Regions from separate parts of the Danio rerio genome. Here region 1 is linked to region 2. A link is a contact called in public Hi-C data. All regions are on one chromosome and are shown on one strand. Each heading gives the region's core, a stretch centred on a gene start, on an enhancer-like site or on the middle of the called end of the contact. The rest is flanking DNA. Distances are from core to core; before and after follow the strand shown.

What was found. A called contact is a pair of places that touch in the nucleus more often than the background predicts.
Region 1: a contact with region 2 is called in a Hi-C map of skeletal muscle, with 2.0 times the contacts expected there. The contact joins two enhancer-like sites. A contact is called at or near these places in 5 of 18 Hi-C or Micro-C datasets (caudal fin, embryo, hematopoietic stem cells and 2 more).

Annotation. Positions count from the first base shown.
Region 1 is chr22:17,104,581-17,111,527 of GRCz12tu, forward strand. All of the region lies in intron 17 of rabgap1l (RAB GTPase activating protein 1-like), which reads left to right. Among named protein-coding and RNA genes, the nearest start is that of ifi44f1, 45 kb to the right of the region's middle. Within about 2 kb of position 3,536, at least 8 of the 62 cell types and tissues checked have an H3K27ac peak or open chromatin away from gene starts, as enhancers often do. A contact at or near this core is called in skeletal muscle, where this site is marked.
Region 2 is chr22:17,008,183-17,014,997 of GRCz12tu, forward strand. It overlaps rabgap1l (RAB GTPase activating protein 1-like), which reads left to right. Exons shown (of 26, transcript XM_073936803.1): 4 at 280-487; 5 at 3,184-3,358; 6 at 3,447-3,607; 7 at 3,745-3,855; 8 at 4,665-4,731. Among named protein-coding and RNA genes, the nearest start is that of rabgap1l, 15 kb to the left of the region's middle. Within about 2 kb of position 3,424, at least 1 of the 62 cell types and tissues checked has an H3K27ac peak or open chromatin away from gene starts, as enhancers often do. A contact at or near this core is called in skeletal muscle, where this site is marked.

The sequences.
Region 1 (6,947 bases), core at 2,286-4,785, 97 kb after region 2:
AATTTCTTTACATAACTCTGTAAAACTAATATTTTTACAATTCTTAGTCTAATTCTGACTTGGGTTGGGTATCGCTTGAGGTTATTTTAATACCGGTGCTAAATCGATACTTTTAAAACAGTACTGGTGCCTAAACGCTCCCTGAACTGATACTTTTGAGCCAAAAAATTATTTGACAAAAAATATATATATTTTAATCATTATAAATAAACAAAATAATTCTATATTTATACTTTATCATTTTAAAGTTTAAAGTATACATCAACTCATATTTTATATATTTGAATTGCATTAATTTATTTCTTTTGATCATTTGTTTGTTACCATGAATGCAAGACTTGCATTATGCAGTTAACATTACATTAGCTTACTACTAACCTGTGGAAAGGCTGTCATCGAAATCAGTGAGCTCCTTTTTTTCTTGGGTTGGGGCTTGTGACTATGTTTACATGGACATGAGTAATCTAATGATTTGCCTTTATCTGAATAAGACACAATAATATGATAAGGGTGTTTCATGTCCTTGAGTTTTGAATGTTCCTTTCATGATTGTGTTACATGTTATAGCACACACATCCATTAAATTCATTGCGTCACAGGGTTATCCAGGTTTTCTATGCAGTTTTTGTGAACAATTGTTTTTATTATTTCAGTTTTTGTTTTATATAGAAAGCATACAGCATATGACTAAATCGTAAAACAACCCTGAAATTCCCCACCCAGGTACACTTGCTCTATAATAACAGAAGTAGGTGTGGGTGTGTGTGGTCCTTTAAGGTAATCTAAAATCGCTGTTTACATGGTAGACTCTTAATTAAAGTATTGTCTTAATCATATTAAAATCGGAGGATTGGTGTCCACAAATGTAGTCACTGCAAGTGCTAGATGATGTCGAAAGCTGTCAAAGACAGTGCATTCCTCTGCCTTTAAGTTTATTCCCTGTGCCCTCAAAATTTCTCAAAGTTTCTCACCTTACACACAATTTTAGTAAAGCATATGCTTCACGTTGGTGTCAGAATCCTTGCTTGTAGAATATAGCCACATATTGGATCGCTTAGTTTAAGCAAATTAGATGAATGCAATCATGCATGTTGATGAAGGGAGTCACTCACTAGATGCAACATACTGCACCCTTTGCCTTCTGTCTCTAAGCAGCTACCTATGTGTGCCTATGTGTGCCTTTGATGCACCCCTTTATGTTTCTTATGTCAAGTTCAAATGTTCAAATGATTTCTGTAGCTAGTAGAATCTTTTTAAAAGTAAGATGCTAATGGTCTAATCCAATTCAATGATTTATGCTAAGCTAAGCTAAAAGTGCCCTCACCAGACCCAGAGATCGGCTGAATGGATTAAAAATGGTAAAACTTAATCTTTTAACTCTAGGACAGTTGTAAAATGAGCTGATTTTTTTAAACAGTGTAGTTTTACTTTAAAGAAACAAATGTGTCATTTCTTTCTGTTTAATATATGAAAAATCCATATTTTTTTCCTAAGCAAACACAGTCAGCTTTTGAACAGCGGATAAAATCTGAAGGAAAAGTTTGCTTGTTTCTAAACTTCTTGAACTCTGTTAGATTTCCCAAAGCATGCATCCTTGACTTCTCAGAAATGGGCTTTGTGTCTTTCTGAAAGAAACGCTTCGACCTTTCTGCTCCTCTGAGAGCTTTTCCTTTTTATTTTTTTTCCCCATTGCTTTCATTGAGCGTCTGTAGTAGCCCGAGGCCAGACAATTAAAAGTTTCCTCAGCCTGTCTCAGTCAATGAATCGCATGATGAAAATCTGTTAGATGCTCCTTCCCTCCTTCTCTCTTTCTCCATCTATCAATTCATCTCTAATTCATTAGCACTCCTCCGCCTTTTAAGGCTCTTCCTCTAATGTTGAGTAACTCGTTGTCATCCTGGTCTTTCACATTCATTCGCTAACCCTCATTCATAATTTCATTTTAGTCAACTTGAGTTTTTTGTTTTCTTTGTGTTCTAAGATTAATCACAATGTAGAAAACTCGTTTCAGATGAGAGTCAGTATTTACAAATATAAAAATATATATTTAAATGTGTTGTGATGTTTGACAAGATTAAAGCTTTTCATTTTTTTACTGTATAGAAAATGTAAATACTGATTTTGCTAGTTTGCATAATTTTGCTATTAATAGATTGTTTTGGTTGTTTGATAGTTTGGATGATTATTATATTAATTAATAAATGATTATAAATATTAAATAACATGTGAGTTATTAATAGCATATCAATATTATTATATTAATTAATGTTTGTATTATTTGTATTATATTATAGTTATTCTTATATTATGCAAGTTACATATATTTAACTATAGACTCTAATTTATTTGTTTTTATTATGTATTATTAGTTTTATTTAATATTATATTTTTTATTTAATTTTATCTTTTTTATGTTTTTTATATATATATATATATATATATATATATATATATATATATATATATTATTTTGTAATTGATTTTATATTTAATTATATATTCATTTTTATTATTTATTATATGTTATTAATTTAATTTTATTATATATATTTTATTTTACATTATATTTAATTTTATTTAATTATATATTTTTGTGTATTATTTGTTAAATGTATTTAATTTAATTTTAATGTATTTTAATTTTATTTCATATTTTATTTTATATTTAAATTATTTTTATATTATTTTATATTTAATTTAATTATATATTTAATGTATTAATTTATTTTATTGTTAACTTTTTATTTTAGCATGGCACACTTACACACTACTACCATAATTTTAATTGATTCATGTTTATTTACCATATTTCATTTTAAAATAGTATTATATTGTGTGGTATTGTATTAAATGTTGTAGTATTATATTATATTATATTATATTATATTATATTATATTATATTATATTATATTATATTATATTATATTATATTATATTATATTATATTATAAAGTGCTAATTGCTATATGTTATTATATTTAACTACATATTTTTAATCAACTTTTTATTTTAGCATTTCACTCTTATGCTATAGTACCACAATTTAACCTTATTCATGTTTATTCACAATATTTTATATTGTATCATATTGTATTACTTTTTTTTATTATTTAATGCATTTTTTTTTTGTATATTTGTATTATTACATTATATTTTCTATTTTTTTTTTTGCTATTACACTAGTGCAACTCCTGTTCCATTGCTGTAACTTTTTTTTCCCTGTGCCTCATTATGTTAATGTAGGCAAATTGCTCCATTCACTCTGCCCGATTGCAAACGTAAACTCTAACACTTTCACTCATACCCACAACAACCATCAATCATGGCATGTCCACTTGCCTTTCAAACCCAGTATTTCTTGCATAACCAAAAACGTCCACCACTAAAGTCTTATTCTCCCTCAACAAACACAAACACACTAATATGCCCCCCTGCGATCTCTATTTAGCCCCCCAGCGCCATCTAGAGCCTGTCGGGAGCAGCTTGGTTGTTATTAATAGCTACGGCTGGTTATTTTTAGCTCAGTGTTGCCATGTGAGCAGCTTGTGGAGGCGATGCTCGAGACGGGTGTTTCCATGCGGAGCTGAAGTCAGCATTGCTTCTCCACTCGCCACTGCGATGCCACCTGCGCCCCTATAACACACACACACACACACACACACACACACACACACACACACACACACACACACACAAAAATACACGCATTCAAGCACATACACTCGCTTACACACATATATCCACACACACAGTCACTTACATTTTTGGTTTGCTATCCTTGTGAGGACTCTTCATAGACATAATGATCTTTCTACTGTGGAAACTGTAGATTTTGCCCCTTATTTCCCTAAACCCCCTCATAGACCCTCAGTTTTACATTTCATCATTTATAAGGGTATTTATTTACCGACGGGGACCACAATTTAGGCCCCCATTGTGATGCAAGTCCCCATAAGGCTTCCACCAGATATAAAGACATACACTTACAAATATACTCATGCACACAAGCACACTCACACACACAACAGACACTTCATTCAAACAAACACACATGTACACACACGCACACTGACCCAACATACACAAAAATATACACAAATACACAGAAATTTCACACACACACATGCACACATACAAACACCACACAGACACAAAATACACACAAATGCATGCACACATACTAAAACCCACACTCAAACAAAAAACACACATGCACTTGCACACACACACACAAACACATAAGCACCTGCACACACATAAACAAACAGACACATTTACAGACACATCATGCAAACACGCGCACACTGACCAAATACACACAAAAATATACATACATACAAATAAGTTTGTATATACATGAATAAAAACGCACACAGACACAAAACACACATTCACACAAAGTTGCACACGCACTTAAAAACACTTGTATACAATGCGCTAGCACACACACAAAAACCCACACTCACAAACAGAAACACTTATGCACTTGCACACATATAAACACATATGCACTTGCACACACACAAACACACACATAAACAAAAACACACACATTTACAGACACATCATGCAAACAAAAACACATTTACACCCACACAGGCACAAACATACACAAAAGTGTACAAAAGTACACAGAAATGTGCACACACACACATACTCACAAACACAAACATTCACACACTCGCACACAGCAACACAATGCACTTGCACACAAAAACACACACTCAGAAGCAGAAACACACAAACACACGGAAACACACAATCACTCATACACAGAAAAACACACACCTTTACAGGCACACACTTTGACACAGAAGCACACATGCATTTGCACACACACAAACACACATTCTTACAAACACAACACACAATTGCACACACACAACTTCACATACACACACACAGACACACACACAAACTCGCAAACAAAAACACAAATGCACTTTCATGCACACAAACACTCACTCAAACACACACACACACCTTCACAGGCACACTCACACACAGAAACACACTCACAAACATAATTACACACTCACCCACACATACTGTACAAACACAACAAACTTCACATGCACACACACATGTACTTGCAAACAAAAACACACATGCACTTGCATGTACACAAACACTCACTCAAACACACACACAAACACACACGCACACACACACACTCCTTCACATCGCACACTCAGAGAAAGAAACACACATGCACTTGCACACGCAAACACTCACACAAACAGAGAAACACACACTCACAAACAAAAACACACATGCACTTGTGCACACGCACACACCCTCACACACACCTTCACATGCACACACTCAAGAAGAGAAACACATGCACTTTCACACATACACACACACAGACACACACACACACAGCCTGTCAGTCCACCTGAGCACAATAGCTCTCCTCCTCCTTCAGCTGCTGTCACTCCTACACGTTCAGCTCTTTGTATGAATCCAGCTATTTTAGGAAATGCAAATGCGCTCGACATCACGCTTGCCGCTTCTAGTAGAGCGCAAAAACAGCCCTGCAGCTCTTCTGAAACCATTTAACACAACGCACTGCAGGTGAACCTGCTCCAAACACTCACTCCGTCTCATCATACTAATCAACAGTTGACCGATTACATCAACAATTGCAAACATTTGCTGTATTACAAGCATCTACAGTGTTAGTTTTAAAAATACAATAAATATGCACTAATTAATAAACCATTAAATATGCACTAATTAATAAACAATGAAGTATGCACTAATTAATAAATAATTACACACGCATCAATGTCATTATATAAATTGACAGAATGGACCTTATTACAGTTAAAGAGAAAACAACATATCTTAGTTTTTATTTTTAAAGCTTTAGATGGTAAATTACCACAGTATACATCTAGTTTGTTGGAGTTCTAATCAAATACTTACAATAGCAGATCAGCAGATATACTCTTACTTAAGATGCCATTTTTTTTCACACAGAGTTCGGTCGATCTGCATTCTGTATGTATGCTCCATATGTATGGTATGACCTTCAAGGTATACTATATATGAAATCCGTACCATCTATCGATATATTCAAAAAAGACTCGATTTAAAACAGTGCACATGTTTTAACAATTGATTATGGTTTACTATTAAAATATTAAAATAATTACTTAAAAATATACTATTTTTGTGTGTGTTTATGCGTTGTGATATATATTTTGTAACTCTGTCCTATGCTACCTGTCTTGACCAGGTCTTCGTGGTAGAACAGATATTGTATCTCAATGGGTCCTTGCTGGTGAAATAAATAAATTGATTAATTAATGAAATATGCGATCATTTAATATATATACACTATAACATATATAATATAAATACAATATAATATTACATATTAAACTTAATGGATTTTTATATTTTATATCTGTAGATTGATGCAAATTATATATGAACAAATCCCTGTGTAAAAACCTTCAAAGTAAACCACCTGACAAAAGTCTTGTCGTCTATTCAAGTTTTAGGATCAACAAATAATAACTCGACTTTTAATTGATCATTTGGTATCAGAAGTGGCATATATGAAAGGCCAAGGTTTCTAGATTATTTGACCAAAATAAAATATAATCATGCCTTCATTTTTGCTTAGACAAAAGTCTTGTCACTTAAAAGAAATAATGTACAGTATTGAATATAACGTCATTGTGAAAAAGATTTCATATTGTGTATGACTCCCATGAGCTTGGAGGACTGCATCTAAACATCTCTGCAATGACTCAAATAGCTTAAAGTCATCTGGAATGGTAAAAAAGCGTTCTTGCAGGTCTCTCAGAGTTCATCAAGATTCTTTGGATTCATCTTCAATGCCTCATCCTTCATCTTACCCCAGACATGCTCAATAATGTTCATGTTGTCTGGTGACTGGGCAGGCCAATTCTGGAGCACTTTGACCTTCTTT
Region 2 (6,815 bases), core at 2,174-4,673:
TTCACAAGGGAGAGCGTGAGGTTGCCGCTTGGAACAAACACACAAAAAAATGGCAAAAACTTATGTTTATAATGTAACACTATGGGGATTTCCTGAGTTTCTTCTTCGTTGCTGTGTGGAGTTTCCTTGTGAGAGCGCCCTCTGGTCTTTTGGAGGAGATTTACTACTGAGCACACAACCTTGCTTTCCTGACAAGATGTACATGAAAATTGCAGGTTTGTGATTTCATTTAGATTAATTTTCCAGCCTTTGTTAACACTTCATTGTCTGTCGCAACAGAATCCTCAGCAGCACTGCTCGAGAGTCCGACTGTCCCAGAGGAAGAGAGTGTTCAATTCAGTAAACTGTCCTATCTGGGCTGCACCTGGGTGAAGGCTCCACGCAGTGAGACGGAGGCCCAGAAAGCCATGGCTACCTTGAGGGCGGAGAGTGCCATTCCCATTCCCGTCATCCTCCATGTGCCCAACGGCTCCGACGGTTGTGTCCGGTCAGTCATTTGCCAAAAATAATGTATGTAGTCCACAGGTGCTCCATTATTTCATTTATTATTTTATTTATTTATGTAATTAATATTCACTTGATTTACACATTTAAATTACTTGATGCATAAAATAATTTGAACTGACTGCTAGAATATAAAATAAAAAATATGGTGTTATGCATAGTTTAAATTTGAAACATTTTAACCTACAAAATACATTCAAATAAATGTAATTTTAAGGTTTTTAAAACTTTTTAAATATTCATTCATTTTTCTTCTGCTTAGTCTCTTTATTCATCAATGTATAATGTTCTCTTTTTTTGCAAATACATTTATTTGTACAAATGTAATTTATTTAAAATTGAACTTTTATCAGTTTTGTTTCATCGCAAATTATATTTTTTAAATCAGCATAGCAAATTATATCAAATTAGCATTCTATAAATCAGTATTTGTATTTTGATTAGCAGATTTATTTTTATATTCTGGAACACAGATTACACTTGCGTCAGATGCATCTCCAAAAATGTATTTGTTTTGCACTTATCTCCCGAATCCTCAAAGGCTTTCATTTATCTTTCTCACCATTGAGTCAAATCACACTCTACGTCAGAAGTGTAAAATGTGACTTTCTGAAGCCTCGGGATCTTCATGACTGTCAGAAACAGCTGTTGTTTAAGCTGCTTTTAGCTCTTATTTCAGGTTTGTGAATTAGATGTAGCACTTCTGGTTTCTCACCCTGAGTGCTCTCTGTTTTTTCTTTTTCTTTTTTTTTTCTTAGGAACTGTGGTGTAACCTCAGGTTAAACATCTTGCTTTGTCTTTTTCAGTAATCTCAAAAACAGCTCCTGTGAATATTCTAATGGTTCTAAATACTCTTTTGCATTCGAATTTGTTAAAGAATTACATTTAACTATTTCATACAAGTATAAAAAGTACATTTATGTAAATCTCCCAAAAAATAAATTGTACTATAAATTATTTTAAAAAGTACAAAAATGGGATGCTGTGAAAAATATTTATAAGAAACAATGTACTAAACCCATATATTATTCACATTAGAACAGAAAACATACTTAATGTTCAAAATATATGTTGGATGTTTGCTCATGTATACCGGAAAAGCAAGTCTACTACTATAACGTGACTACAGGACATTTCTGTGTGGTAAACGTTTTCCTGCTTCTTGCAGTATCACTACTTTGCTGTCATTGCAACGCTGGTAAAATGATTCCTCTTGACTCATTCACTGTCAGTAAAGTTTTATTGTCAATACAATGTGCTTATTTTATTGACTTCCTTTTTTTTTATTTATCAGTCTTATTTAAGTTAGTGACTTGAATAAAAACAAAACATTATTTAATGTCAAAATACTTACATTAATAAGGGGTTTAGCTTTTTTTTTGGTCAGATGCATCCAAAGTGTTTTTTTTTTTTGCATCACATATACACTACCTGACAAAAGTCTTGTCGTCCATCCCAGTTGTAAATGCAACAATAATAATTTGACTTCCAGTTGATCTGGAAAAGTGGCAGAAGGTAGATTTTACCAATGAATCATCTGTTGAACTGCATCTCAATCATCACAAACACTGTGGAAGACCTATTAAAACCCGTATGGACCCAAGATTTTCAGAGAAATCAGTCCAGTTTAGTGAAGGAAAAATAATGGTTTGGGATTACATTCAGTATGGAGTCATGCGAGAGATGTGAAGAGTGGATGGGCAACATCAACAGCCTGAGGTGTCAAGACATTTGTGCTGCCCATTACATTACAAACCACAGTAGAGGGCAAATTCTTCAGCTGGATAGCGCTCCTTCTCATACTTCAGCCTCCACATCAAAGTTCCTGAAAGCACAGAAGGTCAAGGTGTTCCAGAATTGGCCAGCCCAGTCAACAGACATGAACATTATTCAGCATGCCTGGGGTAAGATGGAGGAGGCATTGAAGATGAATTCAAAAAATCTTATTAATCTCTGGGAGTCATTGCAGAGATGTATGGATGCAGTCCTCCAAGCTCATGGGAGTCATACACAATATTAATTCTTTTTCCACTGCACCGTGACTTTATATTGTATACAGTACATTATTTCTGTTAAGTGACAAGACTTTTGTCTAAGCAAAGTCAGACATTACTGGCCTAATTAGATAATAAAAACCTAAAGCATGATCATGTCTTATTTTGCGAAAAAAGCCTGATCTAGAGGCCTTGGCCTTTCATATAAGCCACTTCTGATCCCAAAGATCAACTAAAAGTCAAGTTATTATTTGTTGTTCTTAAAACTTGGAGAAGCGACAAAGACTTTTGTCAGGGTGTGTGTGTGTGTGTGTGTGTGTGTGTGTGTGTGTGTGTGTGTGTGTGTGTGTGTGTGTGTGTGTGTGTGTGTGTGTGTGTGTGTGTGTGTGTGTGTGTGTGTGTGTGTGTGTGTGTGTGTGTGTGTGTGTGTGTGTGTGTGTGTGTGTGTGTGTGTGTACATACATATATACATCACATTGTAGTAATTTTGGACTGTATGTGCATGCTCGCTTTATGGAGATCCTTGCATAATTGTATTTTGTATGCAAAATAATTGTATACATATAACTCTTTGCTTTATTTATGTGCTATGTTAAGTTAAAAGTAAACCTTTGCATGTACCTGGAAACTCTAGGTTTCACACACAGTTTTAGTTATAGGTCTGTTATGTTTTTAATGATTCCAGGATCGTGGACCAGGCCAGCGGAACAGAAATAGCGTCTTTTCCCATCTATAAGGTGTTGTTTTGCGCACGAGGATGCGAGGGATCTGTTGAGAGTGACTGCTTTTCTTTCACTGAGAGCTACCGCAGCTCTGAGGACTTTCAGATTCACGTCTTTTCCTGCCATATCAAAGAGGCGGTGAGTTTCATCTCTTCATTAAAGTAGTCTTGAAACCCACATTAAACCCAATCTTTCAAACCCTTTTTTTATTTATTTATATTTTTAGGTTAGTCGCATCCTCTATAGCTTCTCGACGGCCTTCAAGCGTTCGGCAAAAGCTGCCACAGAGATGCAAGACTCGCCGTTGCCACTTTCCCCTGACAGCGACGTTTTCACTTTTAGTGTTTCTCTAGAAGTGAGAGAAGATGATGGGAAAGGAAACTTCAGGTCGCTCTTTACTCGCTTCTGAAAAAGCTTGTTTCTGCTTTTGTCTCATGCTTTCAGCACTGTTGCTTTATTTAAATTTCTGGCCAACCAAATGTAAGTGACACTTTTTATTTTTGTATTCTTCTTTTAACTTGTAGTCCAGTTCCCAAAGACAGAGATAAATATTACTTCAAGCTGCGGCAGGGCGTACAGAAGAAAGTGTCTGTGGTTGTCCAGCAGCTAAACAATAAGGAGCTGGTCATAGAGCGGTGGGTTATGAGACGCTGTTTCCAGAGCGACAAATTCACACCTTTTCTCCCTTTTCAGAACTGGATTTTGTGTTATAATGGCTAAACTTAAAAAAACGAATTAAAAAGGTTTAGATTTAAACTATGAATTAGAAACATTGCAAAATTAGCAGGTAACATGTTCTATTTCTATATACAGGGTTCCCATGTTTCTTGAAACTACAGCAATAGCGACCATCAAAATAAAGTGTAATCAATGTGCTTGATATAACATTATTAGTGATTTTAAAAAGTCCTTGAGAGTCCCTGAATTTGGTGTCCACGAAAGACTGGGAACTTTGTATATAATATAAAGTTACATAACCATAAACACACTGACCTACAGTATATGCAGTGTTCAATAAATAGATATCTATGTAGTTAACATTTGAAATGTATCAAAACCTTTTATCAAAGTTGTCTTAAAGCTATTCAACAACACCCATTCTTGTCTTAGGATAATTTTGAATATTTTTTTTGATCCGCATCAAATGTTGACTACTGTTGTCAAAATATGGTTCCTTGTGCAACCACATGATGTCGCTGTAGTTCCAGTGAAGATGCTCTTTCTGTGAAATTGACCCCCATCACAAACACTTAATAATCCTCACAGAAAGCTCTCATAATTTTTTTATTCAGTCATATACATGTGTATATATACTGTATGTACATTAATAATGCACCTAATGTTCCTGTTTGATTTATTAAATATTGCTGTTCTGTCTTATTAATATTACATCTGACACTGTAAAAATATTATACTATATGTACCACTGTCTTTTATTTTGCAGGTGCTTCGGGATGCTGCTCAGTCCTGGTCAGAAAGTGCGCAACAGTGACATGCATCTTCTCGATATGGTCAGACATTTTTTTCTCTCGAGTTTTACCCAGGATTTCTAATTAGAATAACTCCTGGGCTGGATACCATGCACTAATTGCATATACCCTCACTCATTTTAATCACTATTCTGCTGCCGATTTTAGAAACACTTAATGGAAATGTGGACTTTTATTATTCATTAAAAAGCACGATTTCACATTAGGCCTTGAGCTAGTGATGCTGTAACAGTTTTTGCACATCAAGACCGAAAAACAATTAGCAGTTCAATCAAGCGGAGAGTTCACGGAGACAGCTGAATCAAACATCCTACAAGGCTTAATGTTGGGATTTATTTTTGTGCAAGTCTTTTTAATGGTTTCAGCAGCAGTGCTTCTTATTTATAGCTCTCAATAGATTAAACAATCATGGTTAAACCACAAGCCAGCCATTTTTGGAAGAGTTTAGGAGCAAAACTATTTTTTTAGGAATTGTTGGAGATTACTATTTTGCAGTCAAAGTGATCATCCAAACTAATCTTGTGATCAAAATTAAATCTCCAGGCTGATTTGATTAATAATTGTATATTTACCTTTTTTGCATTTGAACATTTGACAAAATAAGCTCATTTAACAAATGGGTGTGGTCAAATATACCCAAAAGCTTATAAATTCTAAACAAAAAGTCTGATTTTCATAAAATAAGGTGAGAACATACATTATATGATTCCATTTTCCATCAGTCCATAGGTGGCGCTATAATGGTTTGGAAGACATAGAAAATGCTTTATGTCCAAGGCAAATGACCTGAAATTGTTAAAATGCTTGCAAGTCACTTGTTTAGCTGATTTTAGGTTTGCAAAAAAAATAAAAAATACTTCAACCTCAGTAATTGCTGCTTGCAGCCCTGTTTAATGCAATTAACTTTGAATCAAATTGCTGAATTTTTTTGATATATTTTGTTCCTTATCTAAAGAAATAACAGCTGTTCCTGTCTTAAAAAAGGTTTATCGATGTGGTAGCAGGTGTTTTTCACATGATTATAATTCATAATCCTAAGCTTTTAATGCTTTTATTTGAAACTCTTGCCATGCAAGGGCTGCAGATGATTTTTGTGTTCTTTCTTGTGTTTTTTTTTCCAATTCATCCTTATTTCTATAGCGCTTTTACGATGTAGATCGTGTCAAAGCAGCTTAACATAGAAGTTCGAGTAAAATGAAAGTGTCAGTCCAGTTTTCTGAGTTGAATTTCAGTTTTTAATTCATTTCAGTGTGGTTTAATTTTTTATTGCTGTAAGTCCAAACACAGAAGAGCAAATCCATCGATGCACAACTCCAAAAGTCCCAAAACCAAGCAAGCCTTTGGCAACAGTGATGTCACTGTCAAATATTAAATGGTTAAATATTAAACTAAAAATTATAGCAAAACTTGTCAAATTAGATAAATGTGATGAGAAAAGATGATTTTTTTTTTTTTTGCCTTTTTAAAAAAAAATAAAGATACAATTTTAGAGGTTGACTTATAAGGAATGTTGATGGTAATATCATGATTCCTTTCTAAATATTTTCCAAATGATGTTAAACAGGGCGGGGAAATTTTTGCAGTATGTCTGATAATATTTTTCTTCTGGAGAAATTATTTGTTTTATTTGTTTTATTTCGGCTAGAGTAAAAGCAATTTAAAATTTTTTTAAAAACCATTTTAAGGTCAAAATTATTAGCCCCTTAAGCTAAATTTTTTCGATAGTCTACAGAACAAATCATCGTTATATAATAACTTCGCTGATTACCCTAACCTGCCTAGTTCACCTAATTAACCTAGATAAGCCTTTAAATGTCACTTTAAGCTGTATAGAAGTGCCTTGAAATATGTCTAGTCAAATATTATTTTCTGTCATCATGACAAAGATAAAATAAATGAGTTATAAAAACTATTATGTTTAGAAATGTGTTGGGGAAATCTCTTTGTTTAACAGAAATTGGGAAAAAAAATAAACACAGGGGCTAATAGTTCTGACTTCAACTGTATGTAATGTAATATTATATGAATTTTGAAAAAACAAACAAAGACAATGTTATGATGTTTGTGTTTGCATATATTAGATAGAATATTCTGTTTTGAAAAAT